Regions from separate parts of the Rattus norvegicus genome. Here regions 2 and 3 are each linked to region 1. A link is a contact called in public Hi-C data. All regions are on one chromosome and are shown on one strand. The core of a region is the stretch at or near the end of the contact, and the rest is flanking DNA. Distances in the headings are between cores, read along the strand shown.

Region 1 (4,775 bases), core at 1,597-4,096:
CAATGGCTCAATGAGTAAAAAAGTAACTGCCCCAAGCCTGATACATGAGTTCAATTCTTGAGACTCACATGCTAAAAGGAAAAAAACCTCTCCCACAAGCTGTTCTCTGATCCCACACGCATGCCCACAAACATGTGTGCAAGTGCACACATATACATACCCAAAACAAATCAATGTGGTAAATGATAAAAAAACAAAAGGAGACAAACCAAAGAGCAGCGGCGACAATAGAAAGGCAGAGGCAAAATCACATACTTGAAATCCCAGAAGTCAGGCAGAGAGGTTATCCTGGACTAAACATAAGTAAGATTTATTTACTCAAGATGAATTTACTGAAAAAGATCTTCCTCAAAACTCCAAGAATAAAGGTAATTAGGCCACCAAAAAGGAAAGTTGGTAGATGGGAATATATATCTTAGTGCCTAACACATGTAGGGCAGTGTTTGACAGAAAGCCCAAGAGAAAACTTGTAAAATGAAATAAACAACTTCTACACACTAAGAAAGGCATTGTGGGAACGGAGAGCTGGCTCAAGAGTTAAGTGAGTTTACTGCTCTTCCAAAGGACTTATGACGGTCCCCAGAACCCAGGACAGAAGCTTCACGACTGCCTCTAAGTCCAGTTTCAAGGTATCTCACACCCTCCAGCAGTGAACACACACAATACACAGATAAACGTACAGGCAAAACTCTCAAATGCATAAAATAGAAATAAGTCTTTATTTCAAAGAAACTGCAAGACCTCTGGCCTCCAGAGGGAGCCGGCACTCACATGCACCAACAGACAAGTTATTAAAAATCTTAAAAATAGCAAAATGCTTTTAAGCATTATTTCCTTCACCTTCACAACTCTGATATGCTAGTATTTTGCCTTACAATGTTAAACAAGACTATGGGGACAGGCTGGAGAGAGGACTCAGTGGTTAAGGGCACTTCCCGATGTCCTGAGTTCAAATCCCAGCAACCACACGGTGGCTCCCAACCATCTGTAATGAGATCTGATGTTCTCTTCTGGTGTGTCTGAAGACAGCTACAGTGTACTTGTATATGTGGGGACAATGTTTTCAAAGTGACAGCTAAGTCCCAGGAGCTGCCTCAAACTACTACCACAGAAGAGGGCAGTGGGTACTCCGCTTTCTTCCTTATGCTATCCCTTTGTTTCTCAATTTTCTACAATAAATGTGTACTAAATATGCTGTGCATGGCGATACAAGCCTATAACACCAGGACTCCAGGAGCACAGGCAGGAAGACCAAGACCTTTTCTCAAGAGGAAAAAAGGAAGAAATAGATGCTAAAGAAATAAAGTACGCAGGCATTTTCCTTCAAATTTCTAGTCATGATTATTGTAAGTGCTTTGAACTTCAAAGCATCCTTCCCAGAGCGGTTTCAATGATTGTTAGACATTAAATCCACAGACCACATTCCTATTTCCACTTCCAAAGCTGCTAATGTGATAGCACCACCTTAAGTGTGGGGCCAGATGTGACTTCTCAGAGCTGCCACCCTCTGAGGTAGCCATAGGTGGTTAACCTCCTTGAACCTGATAGTTCTCTTGAATAAAACAGAAGCAATGATATGTGCCATCGAAGACAAGGTTAGAGTAATAAAGTCTATGAGCTGATGTTTGTCAAGGGCTGACCAAGTACCTCATATAAAACAGACACTTTATCTGCAATATTGTCAGTTTGGGGTCTCCAGACTCCACTTCTTAGAACTTCTGTTTCCTCTCACCACGGGACAGGAGGGTGTGTGTGTGTGTGTGTGTGTGTGTGTGTGTGTGTGTGTGTTTGTGATGTCATGATTTTACTCGCAATATAAGACCAACTCCACAGAGAAAGCCCCTGATTCAGCTTGTGAGCAGATTTCTACACAAGCCTTCCTTTCTGAAAGTCTGTTGTGTCCTGCTCACTACAGAGGAGACACTTACGCTCGAATCTGATCCTCTCGGTAAAAGATGTCCTGGATGTCAGCTTTGGCTTTGCCATATCGCAAACGAGGCCTTCGGAAGACAGGTTCTTTCAGAGGTGGAAAGGCCTTGTATATGTCATACCACAGTGGCTTCTCCTTCAACACCCCAGCCCGCATCAGATCCCTGGTCCTTAGAGAGGGAACAGAACCAAGGTCAGCTGGTTAGCAGATTGGTAGAGGTGAGTCAAAAGGAACCTCTCACCTAGAGGAGGCATGGCCAAAACCCACAGCAACCTAGCAAGACCACAGTGTTAAGTCCTGTTGGTTAGCTCTCATGTAACCTAGGCTAGCCTTAATCTCAGAATGTAGCTGAGGAAGACCTTGAATTTAGTGCCTCCCTACACTTCCCCAGTGCTAGGATTACAGCGTGTCCACGCAGGCTTTTTGTTTTGACAAAAGTCTGCCAGTAGCCTCACTGGCCTGAACTTCGTTACGATGCCAGGTTGGCCCTGGTCTTGTGGCAATCCTTTTGCCTCGCCTCCTAAAACGCCAAGATTACACGACACTCAGCTTTAAGCCACTCGATCTTCTTGCTCGGGTCTCAACCCCCAGCCCACCCACCGTTCCATAGTGGAAAAGCAAAGTCTGCCCAGTCAGGCCCTTCAGCCTCTTTATTGTATAGGGTCTACACCGAAATGGGTGGCGAACACAATCTGACAGAATAGAAATCCAAGGGAACGTAGACACACAGATTCCGTGCCAAGGGCATCACCCGGCTCGGACATCCGCAACTGCATCCTCTCAGGCTATGCCAGGAGCGTCGTGACCCGCTGGGAAGCCTGCCTTAGCCCGATTCATAGCACGCACCGGGAGAACACGCTCCCCACCGTCTCCAGCCGGCTCCCCGCCATGGGCACTTAGAGTAGAAAGTCGCTGGCTGTTGCCGGAAACGGAAGCAGCAGCAAACTAGCGAAGGAGAAAGCAGCTGCTGGCCGAGCCAAGGATTAAAATCCCTCTTTAACGTCATCCGGAGGGCAGAATCAGGCAGAAGCAAACGATGGGCTGAGTGGGAGCGCTCTGGTATTCCGTGAGGGAGGCTCAGACACGAACAATCGATTCCCGAGCCGAAAGAGCGGGAGTGCTCCAAAGATGCGCAAGAGTAGTAAACGAACGACCGGTCCAGGGGAAAGGTTGAGTGTGGCGCCTGCTTTCTTCTTTCTTCTCAAAGCTTCCTGCACTCCAGCAGGTCTGGCAGGGAGAAGGGAATACACTGTGGGGATCGCAGGGATGAGGCACATCCTTACAGTCAGGAGCAGCCAGCCAATCAGACATTTGAGAGCCACCAGCCTCGACTGGGCCTAATCTTAGCCATTCACACTACTCAAAAAGAAGCTGAGACCCAAAGAGAGGCAAAGTAACTTTTTCAAGTGACATGAACCTCCAGGCCTCCTCCCTCGGCCTTGCACCTTAAGTGAGGATCGCTGGAGCAGTCTGTTTTCACACTCAGTGGAAAGCTGCCTGCAAGTCGCGGTTCCTCCGCTGGAGGCGTCCCTCACCCGCCTGCTAGAGCTGGAGTTTTAAGAAGCGAAAGCATTCAGAACTAACGCATTCGGAGAAAGAAACTCAAAATCTGAGGGTACGTAGTCTGTCACTGTACAACTGTTCAAAGTATGGGTTTGGAGGATATCTGTCCCTCCAAGGGAGAAGCACCCTGTAGAAATTTCATCAGGGTATTTGTGCAAGGATCATCATTCTTGAATGTAGTGACAAGATTTTAAAAAAACAACATCAAACATCAGGCTGGAGAGAAAGCTCAACGGTTAAGAGCACTGACTGTCTTCTAGAGGACCCAGATTCGAGTTCTAGCAACCACCTTTCACCCCAGACCGGGGAATTTGATGTCTTCTGAACTCTGCAGGCGCCAGGCATGTACATGGTGTACAGACTTACATGCACACAAAATACTGATACATATAAAATTAATTAAAATTCAATACATGATCGGGCGGTGGTGGCTCATACCTTTAGTCCCATATCTCAGGAGGCAGAGGCAGGCGATCTCTGAATTTGAATTTGAGGCCAGTCAGGTGTTCAGATGGAGTTGCAGGACAGCCAGGACTACACAGAAAAATGCTGTCTAGGGAAAAACAGAACAGCAAAACATTTCATCAAATGAAAAGTAGTACAGTACTTGGTAACACACGCCTTTAATCCCAGCACGAGAGATACAGAAGCAGGCAGATAGCCAGCATCTGTAAGTTAGAGGATAGCCGGAGCTACGTGGTGAGTTCCAGAAAAGCCAAGGCTGTATAGAGAGAGGCCCTATCTCAAAATAAAGCAGAGGTTGAAAATTTGGATTCGTGCATTCTATAAAACCCTATGCACCTAGTAAATTAACAAACTAGGACCCTCTGTATTTACATACCTAGATTATGCCTGTGGCTTGTGGTTAAATGAAACACTGCAGAAATCCGTGGGTGGGACCCCAATCTATAAGAGGGAAAAGGAAAACATTCACAGGTGCCAGCGTTTGTAGGAGGATAAAATCCCGCACTGTGAATTCAGTTATCCCGGAGACAAAAAGGCAAGGGTGAATTCAGAGGTGTGCTTTCTTTTTTCTTCTTTCCTCTTTATTCCAGTCTCAGAGTTTGCCTTGTAGATCGTCTGTATTCATATGTAAACTCTATGCCCCAATGGATGTTTTGAATCACACAAGAGGTCTCCAAGGGAGCCCATTATCTTTCTTTGTCCTTAGGAAAGAGCATGAAGTCACGTCAAAACCCTCCCACTCTAGGGAGGTCCCAGAAAAGAAGGCGGCGAAAGTTTTCAGAGCTATTGCCACTTTTGTTATCTCACAGATAACTCT
Region 2 (4,775 bases), core at 1,514-4,013, 160 kb after region 1:
ATGTTGGAATTCTATATTTTGCTGTCATTTTTGTCTTTAAAAAATGAAATAACAACGCTCTATCAGTCACACAGAGGACATGCAGATTTAGCAGTATTGATATTATACTCTGTTTGGAAATAGACACCCTGTACCCACATGTACACCAACAGCAGGCCACACATTAACAGTTGTAACTAAGCACTGTGACAAATTAGCCATTCTTCCCACATTAGTCCCTATTAAAACAAAAAGGGGGGAAGGGAGCAAATAACTGTTACAAAACGGGCAATTTTGCCACAATTGCCAAGGTTTTAAAAAGCAAAGCAATTGTAGCTGAAGATAACTGCATAAGATGTTTGCAAGTCTTTTAAGGTAGATAAAATTTTAACCCTCGCCTTTTAGTATAAGGTCAATACTGCCAATTTCATCTGTGACAATAGCACTTGGAGTCATACCATTGCCTCCATTATTGATCTGATCCTCCTCAATCCTCCTTTTGACAATCCTAAAATGATTGAAATGTGCTCCACAATCCTTAATCCAAAGCATTCTTAATCCATCTCTTCAGATATGTCTACAGAAAGACACATGAAAAGCAAGATAAACATAAGAACTTCCCCAAGTAAGATAACCACAAACACCCCCAACATCCCATTTCACACAAACCAGAGCAGAATAGACATTTACATAATATCACAGTCTGAAGAGCATGGAAATTAACTAAATTTAAACAATCCTGTCTATGACATCACTTAAAATACAAGTTACCAAAGACATGAGGGGAATGTAGATGTTAGGAGCAAGGGGATATTACACAAGAATGCAATTCAACACTTTAGCCCATTCTGAACAAAACAGTTTGAATTAAAAAAAATGAAAAGATTGTACTGAGTAAAGGAAAACTGTATACAACATGGGTTCTACAAAAAGTGTCACCAATCATCTTATGTACGAGAGCGAGATCTGCTATGACGGGGAGAATAGCGTGGTGATCCTCTGCTTCTCCTTGGGGAGTAACTGCGACTCCTGCTGTTGCTTCTGCTACGGCTTCTGCTACGACTACGGCTTCGAGATCGAGATCTTCCATAACTTGGACTTCTGGGCCCATCAACTTTAACCCGGATGTAGGCAGTTTCTCCCTATTGGATAGACAGAACTTTCCATTGAAAGATCTAAGCTTTTACCTGTCTTTCAGACAAGCTGAATGAATACAAAGACAGACCAGGTCTCTGGTAATTTACTCGGACACCCTTGCCTGTATCCTTACCTTCAAATTCCACTGTTAAGAAAACTGTATCCAATTCTGGCCAAAAAAAAGAATAAGTGTATAACCTACCTCATGAGATCTAAACTTAGTGTTATCCAGTTTTCGAACTGCATACGTCATATCTTCTTTCCGTACAAACTCCACGACACCAGTGCCATCTCGGTAAACATCAGCATAACATACATCACCTGCTTCACGCATGTGATCCTTTAAGTCCTGCCAGCTTCCACTCGGAGGCAGTCCTGAAAAAGTGAGTCCCTCCAACTTAATACTACTTAACCTGTCCCACATCAAACGTGTAAGTACATTAAAACAAAGATTAGTTTAAAATACTTAATGATTGTACTTAAGTGTTTCCAGGTAAAGAGCTGGTAAGAGTCAGATCCAGAGTCCAAATTTATTTGTAAAGGATCTTCATAGGCTAGTACTGCAACCTAATTTGGGTAAATCACCACCACAGTAATCTTCATTTACTAAATTCACCCGAAAGACCGAAGTAGTTTAAGACCCCATGTTTAAAGCAAAACAGAAAACTTGCAGACCTCAAAACAATCACGCGGGAAAAATTTTAACCCGCACGAAGTCAACTCACCAGAAACAACCACTCTGTTTTCAGACCGCCTGGATGGCGGGCCATAGCGGCCTCTCGGGGCTCCGCCGCCTCCACCCCCGCCGCCGCCTCGGCCGGTCCCACGGCCGCTTCGGGGAAACTCTACCCGCAGACGGTAGCCGTCGTAATCGTAGCCGTCGCGACCGTACACCGCATCTTCCGCGTCTCTGCGTGTGATCACAGAAAGCAAAGGGGATGAGGAGGGAGCCGCTGGCAAAGCTAACTCACTCGGGAACCCGCGGACAGCGCACATGCGCACCCATGGTGCCAGAGCCCACATGCGCTGCATAATAGGACCGGCCCCTCCCCCACCCAGAAACACGCCGGGCAGACTCCCGACCACCACGCCAGCCCTCAGCGCCTCAGTTTCCCGCTCCGGGGCTGCGCATGGGCTCTGGGGACGTCCGAGGCGGTCAGCCACCGGAGACAACGCGCCGACTCGGCTCCTTACTCGACTCCTGCAGGGGCGATAGCGCCTCGCTCCCAGCCTCGGAGCCCCTCCTTCCCCCATTATGTTAAGGCCTCGGAGCCTTCCCCAACTACTCCAGCCTATCTCCTCAAGGCCGCAAGCCCCACGCTGCCTCACCGCGGGTCCTCGAACTCAACGAAGGCGAAGGGCGGTCCCCCGCGGCGGTTCTTCAGGTCGATGTCGCGGATAGCGCCGTATTTGTAAAACACGTCCTCAATGTCCTTGGTTCGGATGTCTGGAGGTAGGTTACCCACGTAGATGCGGCAGTCGTTGTTCCCTGCCGGGCCACGAATCACACCACCTCCTGACATGGCGGCGACGAAAAGCGCGGACTCGAAAAGAGGCCTTCCCACCAAGCCTAGCGTACGGCAGAGCGAGCCCTCAGCGGCACCACGTCTCCCGCGGCCGGTCCAAAATGGCGCCTTTATCAGCTCGGCGCACTGATATGGGGGGGAGGGGGAGGAAGAGAAGCCGGAGGAAGCGGCTATTCCATTTCAGTGCGCACGCGCACGAGCGTAACGGGTGCTGAGAAGTACGCTCGCGCACGCGCGACGTCACCCTCCGCACGGAGGGGAAAAAGTCCCTCGGGTCCTGGGCTTATGGGATGATTGGCTGGTGGAGCGGCCAGACGTTTGGTAAAAGTCACATACTCTGGTTAAAGGGGTTATTACCAATCCTGCTGAGTCCAGGATAGTCGGTTTCCTCTGGCGTAAACTCTCTCTGGAAGCAGCTCGGCGCTTTAAAAAGATTGGGTGAAACCTAGCCTGCAACTGTGTCCCAACATGCTCCGCGGTGGTAACGGCCTTTGGCGGGAAAGGCGTAGGGGGCGGAGCTAGATGACGCTGGGTGTTGCTCCGGAAACCTGGGCAACTTTAGCACTTCGGTGCGGCCGGCCGAGTTGCAGGAGATTCGTTTAACAGCCTAAGGGGAGCTGTGTGGCTTTTGCTTCTGCGAACCTGCGGTGGGCTGCATTTTACACAGTTAAAAGTGTCTAGACGGATCCTCCATATCTATTTAGATGAACCGTGCCTTCGCTTTTTTTCTTCCTCCTTTCAAAGGATGAAAAAGGAAACGTGATAAAATACTAACTGCTTCTTTGGGCCGAGATCCGGGTTCGGTGCTAGTCTAGGGAGATAACTTTTTCCCCGAGATTATCTGAAATAGGATTTTTGTACTGGATACCACAATTTTGCTTCTTTGTTTTGTAATAACGGGAATAGGAGAGTTTTATTTGTGAAATCATACAGGCTTTTTAATTAAAACAAAACTAAGCTGGACTTAAGTCTGTGTGCCTGAAATCCTATCACTCTGGGAGCTGAGGCAAGGAGGTGATAAACCTACTCTGTGATACACATTTCTATTAAAGGTCAGCCCGGGACATGCAGGGAAACCCTTTCTATTAAAATTTTTTAAAAACAAACCTTTTTCTTGGCATTGTTTTTGAGTTTCGGGTTTCTGTTTTGGTTTGAACAGCCCCTGGCTGTTTTGGAACTCAGATCCTGCTGCCTTCTAAGTGCTAGGATCAAAGATGAGTCACCACCTCCTGGCTAAAACCAGAACCTTTCCTGTTTAGATAATAAGACAGCCAGGTGTGGTGGCGCATTCCTTTCAAAGTAGGCCTCAGAATCTCAGGAGTTCAAGGCCAGCCAGAGCTGTGCAGTTCCTATCTCGAATAAGTATGCTAAATCGGATCCCCGGAAATTTTAAGGTTGATTCTCTACACTGTAATTTTTAGTTTTCAATTTTATTTTATGCATATTGTGCCTTGGGGTGGTGGGTCATGCCCCAGCCCATGTGTGAAAGTTAGAAAATAAAGTGCAGTTCACCACTTGCACTATGTGTGGTCAGGCTTTTGAGGAGCATCTTTATCAGATGAGCCATCTGCTGCCCCTATACATTATCATTTATTTACCACAGTCCAGGGATGTAGGGCTGCTTAAAATGAAACCATTAAATATTAAGACTGGCTGGAGAAATCAAGGACAACGGGGATGGGGGAGGGGCAGAAGTGTTGTATAAGATTTCTAGGCAAAATGCCTGAAATAACTTGTTGAATTTTGAGAGATCAACTTCAAATTTGACTAGTATCCCCAGAAGAAGAGGAGAGCATAGTATATTCAAATTTTAAGTGATTTTGAAATATTAAATATTAAACAATTTTGAAATGAATTTTACAGCAAGCATGGGAGCCCACATGGATAATCTCAGCACTCAGGTTTAGATAACAAGGAAAATAATGAAAACACTGTAGGTCTAGGTTACATATGAGACCCTGCTTCAAAAAACAACAAAATTGCATTTTGTAAATGTCTTAGTGACCAAAATAAAACAAAACAAACTCAATTTGAAATGATCAAAGATATTTGTTGAAATATGGGGGAAATGAGAGATTTTTGTGGGGAAGGAGAAAAAATGATTTTTGTTTGATTTTTGAGTCAGGGTCCCCT
Region 3 (4,775 bases), core at 1,503-4,002, 140 kb after region 1:
CACAAGAGCCACACCAGGTCCCTGTGTCTTGAGTAAAATGCTATAGAACCACCAGAAGAATCGGTCTCTGCAGACTGCTAGGAGCCGACACTTCTCCACTGGCTAAGAAAGCCAATTTTCCTCAGTGTTCTCTGAGGGAGAGTTAGATAACAACCGAGGTCTGCATTTCAGTGATTTATTTCTCAAATACAAGTTCTTAGTAAGCTTTTATCTGACTAGCATCGTCACATCAAAGTTTAAATTTCATCTTCTAACTCCAGTGCACAGCTCTCCCTCTGCTCAAGCTTTCCTTTCTCTGGGACTGGCAAAATAAACAAACAAACAAAACAAAACCAGCCAACCAAAGAACAACAACAACAACAAAACCAGAAATATTATTTCATCACCCAGGGTGGTAGGATGTGGAACCATGAAATCTCCGTTGCCAGAGGGTAAAAAATTTTGTACTGAAACAAATTAGCATCAGTGAGTCATCTCCCGAATGTCCCGTACAAATCATCCATCAAACATTTTAAGAGCTACACTTTTACTTCCCACCATGTTATCTGGTAAGCAGGCAGGTTATTAAAACTTGCTTAAAGATATAAATTCAACATGATGCTCTGAGACACGGAGTTTAACTCTGCATTTCCCCGGTGTGGGGAGGGGGGTCACTGAGAACTAGAACTGCCTGTCTTTGCTACCTTTCCATAGGAAGGGCTTTCTTTACTCACTGTCCTCAGCTCTAAATTACAGCTTTTGCAATGATTTTCACAGCACACACTGCATGTCCGGGATTAAATATGAGCTTTCACATTTCCTCATGGAAAAAAATTAATAGGTTGGCATTAGCTTTATCCGGGAAGGGAATAGTTTAAATAGTGTTTAAAAGTATTTTGTAGGATCTTTCAACTAACTTCCCCAAGATGAATTATGGGTTTCTCCTTTACATAAAGGACTTGTTTTGTTCAGCCTCCAAGTTTACAGATACTCATTCTAATATTGTTTAAACTACACCTAAAGTCCCTCAGTCTTCTACTGTAAAATGATCATTTGTAAGCTTCTCTTTGCACCAACTCTCAGGCCAGCTAGTTCTGTATTTCTTTGCCAATGCATTCTTAAGTTGACCATCACTTATAACAAGCTCATCAAAGCACAATAAAACCAACACTAGATCAGGATGATAAAGTGGGACGTTCAGAAGTTGCAAAATCTTAAAAATTTCCAATTTTAGTAAGTCCATTTACTTCAACAATTACTTAAAATAAAATGCCCACATCTGAAATATGTCTTAATAGGACAAGCCAGATTACACAATGGGTAATTTTGAATCCTCCAATTCCCTATATTAACTCCACCGGGATGGGACCAGATGCTGAGAGTATAATCTTTTGAAGGTTCTGCATTTCCAAAGGTCTCAAGCGCCCAAACTATGCGTTTGGAATTGCGAGAAGTATTTAGGAAAATAACTCAAAAGAGGGAGGTGGGAAGGACACATTTAAAAAAACGACTAGCTTTCTAACCTTCAGTTCTGAAGTTTCTGCGTGTGCTCATCTCTACTGCACATCAATGCATTTGCAAACAGAAAGGAAGCAGCCAAAAAAAAAAAGTTCCAAACAGGGGTCCCGCATTAAAGTGGCAGAAGAACAGGGGAAGGGTATGGCTGAAGCATCCGCTACACTAGCTTTGAAGTTTCTGGCAAAAAGGAAAAAAGAAGAAAAAGACGCGAAGACCCCCCCCCCCACACACACACACACTCCACGAGTGACTCAGCTGGGGGCTTTGTAAGCGGACTTTGCGCTCCCTCTCCGCTTCCCGTCGCCCACTGGGCCGGAGCGAACATTCGAGCGGGCCGCGGAGCGAGACTAGCAAGACGCGCTCCGGGAAAGGTCGGGCCTGCAGGAGTCCCGGCCCCCGCCGCTCCCCGCCCCCGCCCGGCCCGCCGGTCCGGGGATTCCCCAAGCTCAATGGGACCGCAGGAGCTGGACAGAGGCGAGGGGACCAGCTGCCAGGGATCGCTTAGGACTTGGGTTAGGGACCGAGAAAAGTTTACAGACGGGAACCACGCTCGCAACACCCCCCGTCGGGTACACCCGAGGGGGCGGCGAGAAGGGGGAGTGGCGGAGAAGCCAGAGATACCCGCTATTCGCGGGATGTGGGAGGAGGGTCAGAAAGTCAACACACAAGCACACACACAAAAAGAGAGGTGACGCGAAAGCGCGAGCGAAAGATGGATGGGGACTTGGAGCGGGACCCGGGGACCCCCTCGCAGCGCCGCGCGGCCCCGGTCCGGCGCGCAGTGGCCGAGCGGCCCGCGCTACCCAGCGGCCCGGCGCCCTCTTTTCTCTGGGCCGCCCGGTGGTGACAGCGGCCGGCCTCCTCCCTTCCCCTTCAGGGCGGGAGGGAAGGGTGTGTGTGTGCGTGTGTGCTTGGGGGGGCCCGGGTTCACCCCGAGGCCTGCTTCTCCCCCGCACCCTGCGAGGCCGCCTCCTTTCACCTCAGCGGCCGGGCTCCGCCGGAGCGGGCGGGCGGAAAAACAAAGGGGGATTAAGGCCCGGCCGGAGAGCGGAGCCGGGAGGGGAGGAGCGCCCGCCCGAGCCCGGCCCGGCCCCCCTGGCCCCCCGGCCCCCCCGGGGCCCCCAGTACCTGGAACAGGAACGCGGTCCAGTTGGCCTCCATGGCTGCGGCGGCCGACCCCCCTCCTCCCCACTCCCCCCGCTCGGGGAGCCTCCTCAGCCGGAGGAGGCGACAACAAAGCGGCGGCGGCGGCGGCGGCGGCAGCGGCAGCGGCGGCTCCTCAACATGGCAGCGCCGAGCGCGGCCACTTCCGGTAACCTCCGGGACGCACCACCGCGGCGGCGAGCGCGGGCGGGGGGGGAGCCCCGGCCCGGCCGCCGCCGCCCCCAGCCGCTCCGACCCCCTCCGGGCGTCCCCGCCGCCGGCGCGCCGCCTCGGAGCTCAGCCAGTGCCCGCGGGCGGTGGGGTCAGGGCGCCCGCGCGGGGGCTGGGGTGGGGCCGGGGGCGGGGATGGGGCGCGGCGTCCCCCCCCGCGGGGGTGTGTGATGCTGCGGTCCGTGGCTCAGGCAGCTGGAGCAGGGGGAGCTCAGGAGAGAAGATGGAGGACGCCAGGGTCTGGCGCTGGCCCGCTGGGCACAGCTGGGCTGCCTCTCGTGACTCTGACTCGGTGCCCAGCGGCGTCGCGTCCCTCTCATATCTCCAGCGGCAGTCAGAGCTCCAGTTGGTCACCTGGCTCTTCAGTCGGTCAAGCACAGCACAGCTTCAACCTACTAACTGGGGGATGCTGGCTTCTAATGTCCCCTACCCTCGGGTATTTTCATTCCTGACCAGCTAAGCCCTCAGTGCTCTTGCTATGATATCTCCATCTTCCTTTGCGTGGTCTTCCAATTTGAGCAGGGAATTCCACTAGGGTACAGCCTTAGATCCTCTTAGTGTAGAGGGAAACACTTCCCACGCGTTCAGATGTCATTACTGGGTTATTCTTGGGTGACGGAACCGTGCTTCCCCATCCTTCCAGATTATAGGAAATTCTATTTGAATTTGAACCCCTCTCCCGCCAGAATTAAAAACAATAAAAACAAATGAGAAAGTATAGAGACGAAATATTTTAGTCTTTTAGTACATTCTTCAATTCCTGCAACACACAAGTCAGACTTCTGGTTGGACAGCGTCAGATGTCACTGAGGTGACCCCAGCCTGTTTGTAGTTCCCAGTCTTCTATGTAGGAGTCAGCCACTGCTACTGGTTGGAATCTGTAGATCGTAAGCCCGTATGATGTCTTGAATGTTTTCTATCCTTTCCTCACATAGAGGTAGCTACTGTGAATATCAGAGACAAGCTATTATTAAACATGTATCTAGTCCAAGAAATCTGTGGTGGGGAAATGAGGAGGCAGGCTCCATCTATGGTATTTTTATAAAATGTTTAAAAAAAAAACTCAGATGGGCACATTATTTCAAGACTGTATTTCAAACTGACTCTTATCCTCTCCAGACAGTTCTAATGAAAGACATCTTCAACTTCCATATATATATCCAAATAGAATAGTTACAAAATTCTATGGGAATAGAAACTGAAGAGGTATGGTAATTTGATGTTTTTCCAACCATTAAACAATTATAGTTCCCTCCCACTCTTCCATCAGTCACCAGAATAAAAGGGCAGGCTGGGAAATGATGGTCTGGTTCCTTTAAGTTGACTTCCCATTAGATACTGCCTGAAGACCTTGGGTATGAAGAAGTCCAGCAGTTTGGATGGATCAGTAGCAGTAACCACCAGAGAACTGGTCAGCCTAAGACAGGAGGGACAGAAAATGAGTTTCTGATATCCTTCAGCTGAATTGCTACACATCCCCTGTGTCTGTCAGGCTCATTTGATGTTTCAGGAAGCATATGTTTACATATGTGTGTAAACTAAGGAGAGAACAAAGTTGCAAACCCAAGGAACAAGACAAAATGTCTTCTTGCTCTGACCTTGGATATGGTATGTTCTTGCATTTTGATTCAATGGATATAAGTCTCTGCTTCTTCCCTGCCTTAGAAGATTCACCTTCAAGGTCTCTATGTATGTTTGCGCTCTCCTCCCATGTATAGACACTTCTCTTTAGCTGCTCTTTCAAACTGTAATCAAAATGAAGCTTCAGAATTATAAAAACTAATAATATGACTCTTATGCTAATACTGTGGTATCTCTTATACTTATTTTGGGATCTAGAAACCCCTTCCCCAGCAGTTTTTCTCACAGTACCTCTTAGTAGTGGTTTCCCCATAAAGAGGAAG

What was found. Hi-C and Micro-C count contacts between places; a contact is called where the count stands out from the background.
Region 2: a Hi-C map of liver shows a contact between it and region 1, with 3 times the contacts expected there. The contact joins the promoter of Srsf1 here to the promoter of Mrps23 in region 1. A contact is called at or near these places in 12 of 12 Hi-C or Micro-C datasets (the A7r5 cell line, the Rat2 cell line, Schwann cells and 7 more).
Region 3: a Hi-C map of the A7r5 cell line shows a contact between it and region 1, with 6 times the contacts expected there. The contact joins the promoter of Vezf1 here to the promoter of Mrps23 in region 1. A contact is called at or near these places in 12 of 12 Hi-C or Micro-C datasets (the A7r5 cell line, the Rat2 cell line, Schwann cells and 7 more).

What each region holds. Positions count from the first base shown.
Region 1 is chr10:73,494,309-73,499,083 of GRCr8, reverse strand. Mrps23 (mitochondrial ribosomal protein S23) reads right to left here and starts at 2,846. Exons shown (of 5, transcript NM_001108289.1): 1 at 2,777-2,846; 2 at 1,929-2,099. The coding sequence starts at 2,820.
Region 2 is chr10:73,334,486-73,339,260 of GRCr8, reverse strand. It overlaps Srsf1 (serine and arginine rich splicing factor 1), which reads right to left and starts at 2,763. Exons shown (of 4, transcript NM_001109552.2): 1 at 2,446-2,763; 2 at 1,842-2,026; 3 at 1,319-1,491; 4 at 1-1,121. The coding sequence starts at 2,639. The coding sequence ends at 927.
Region 3 is chr10:73,355,091-73,359,865 of GRCr8, reverse strand. It overlaps Vezf1 (vascular endothelial zinc finger 1), which reads right to left and starts at 2,752. Exons shown (of 6, transcript NM_001304355.2): 1 at 2,626-2,752. The coding sequence starts at 2,658.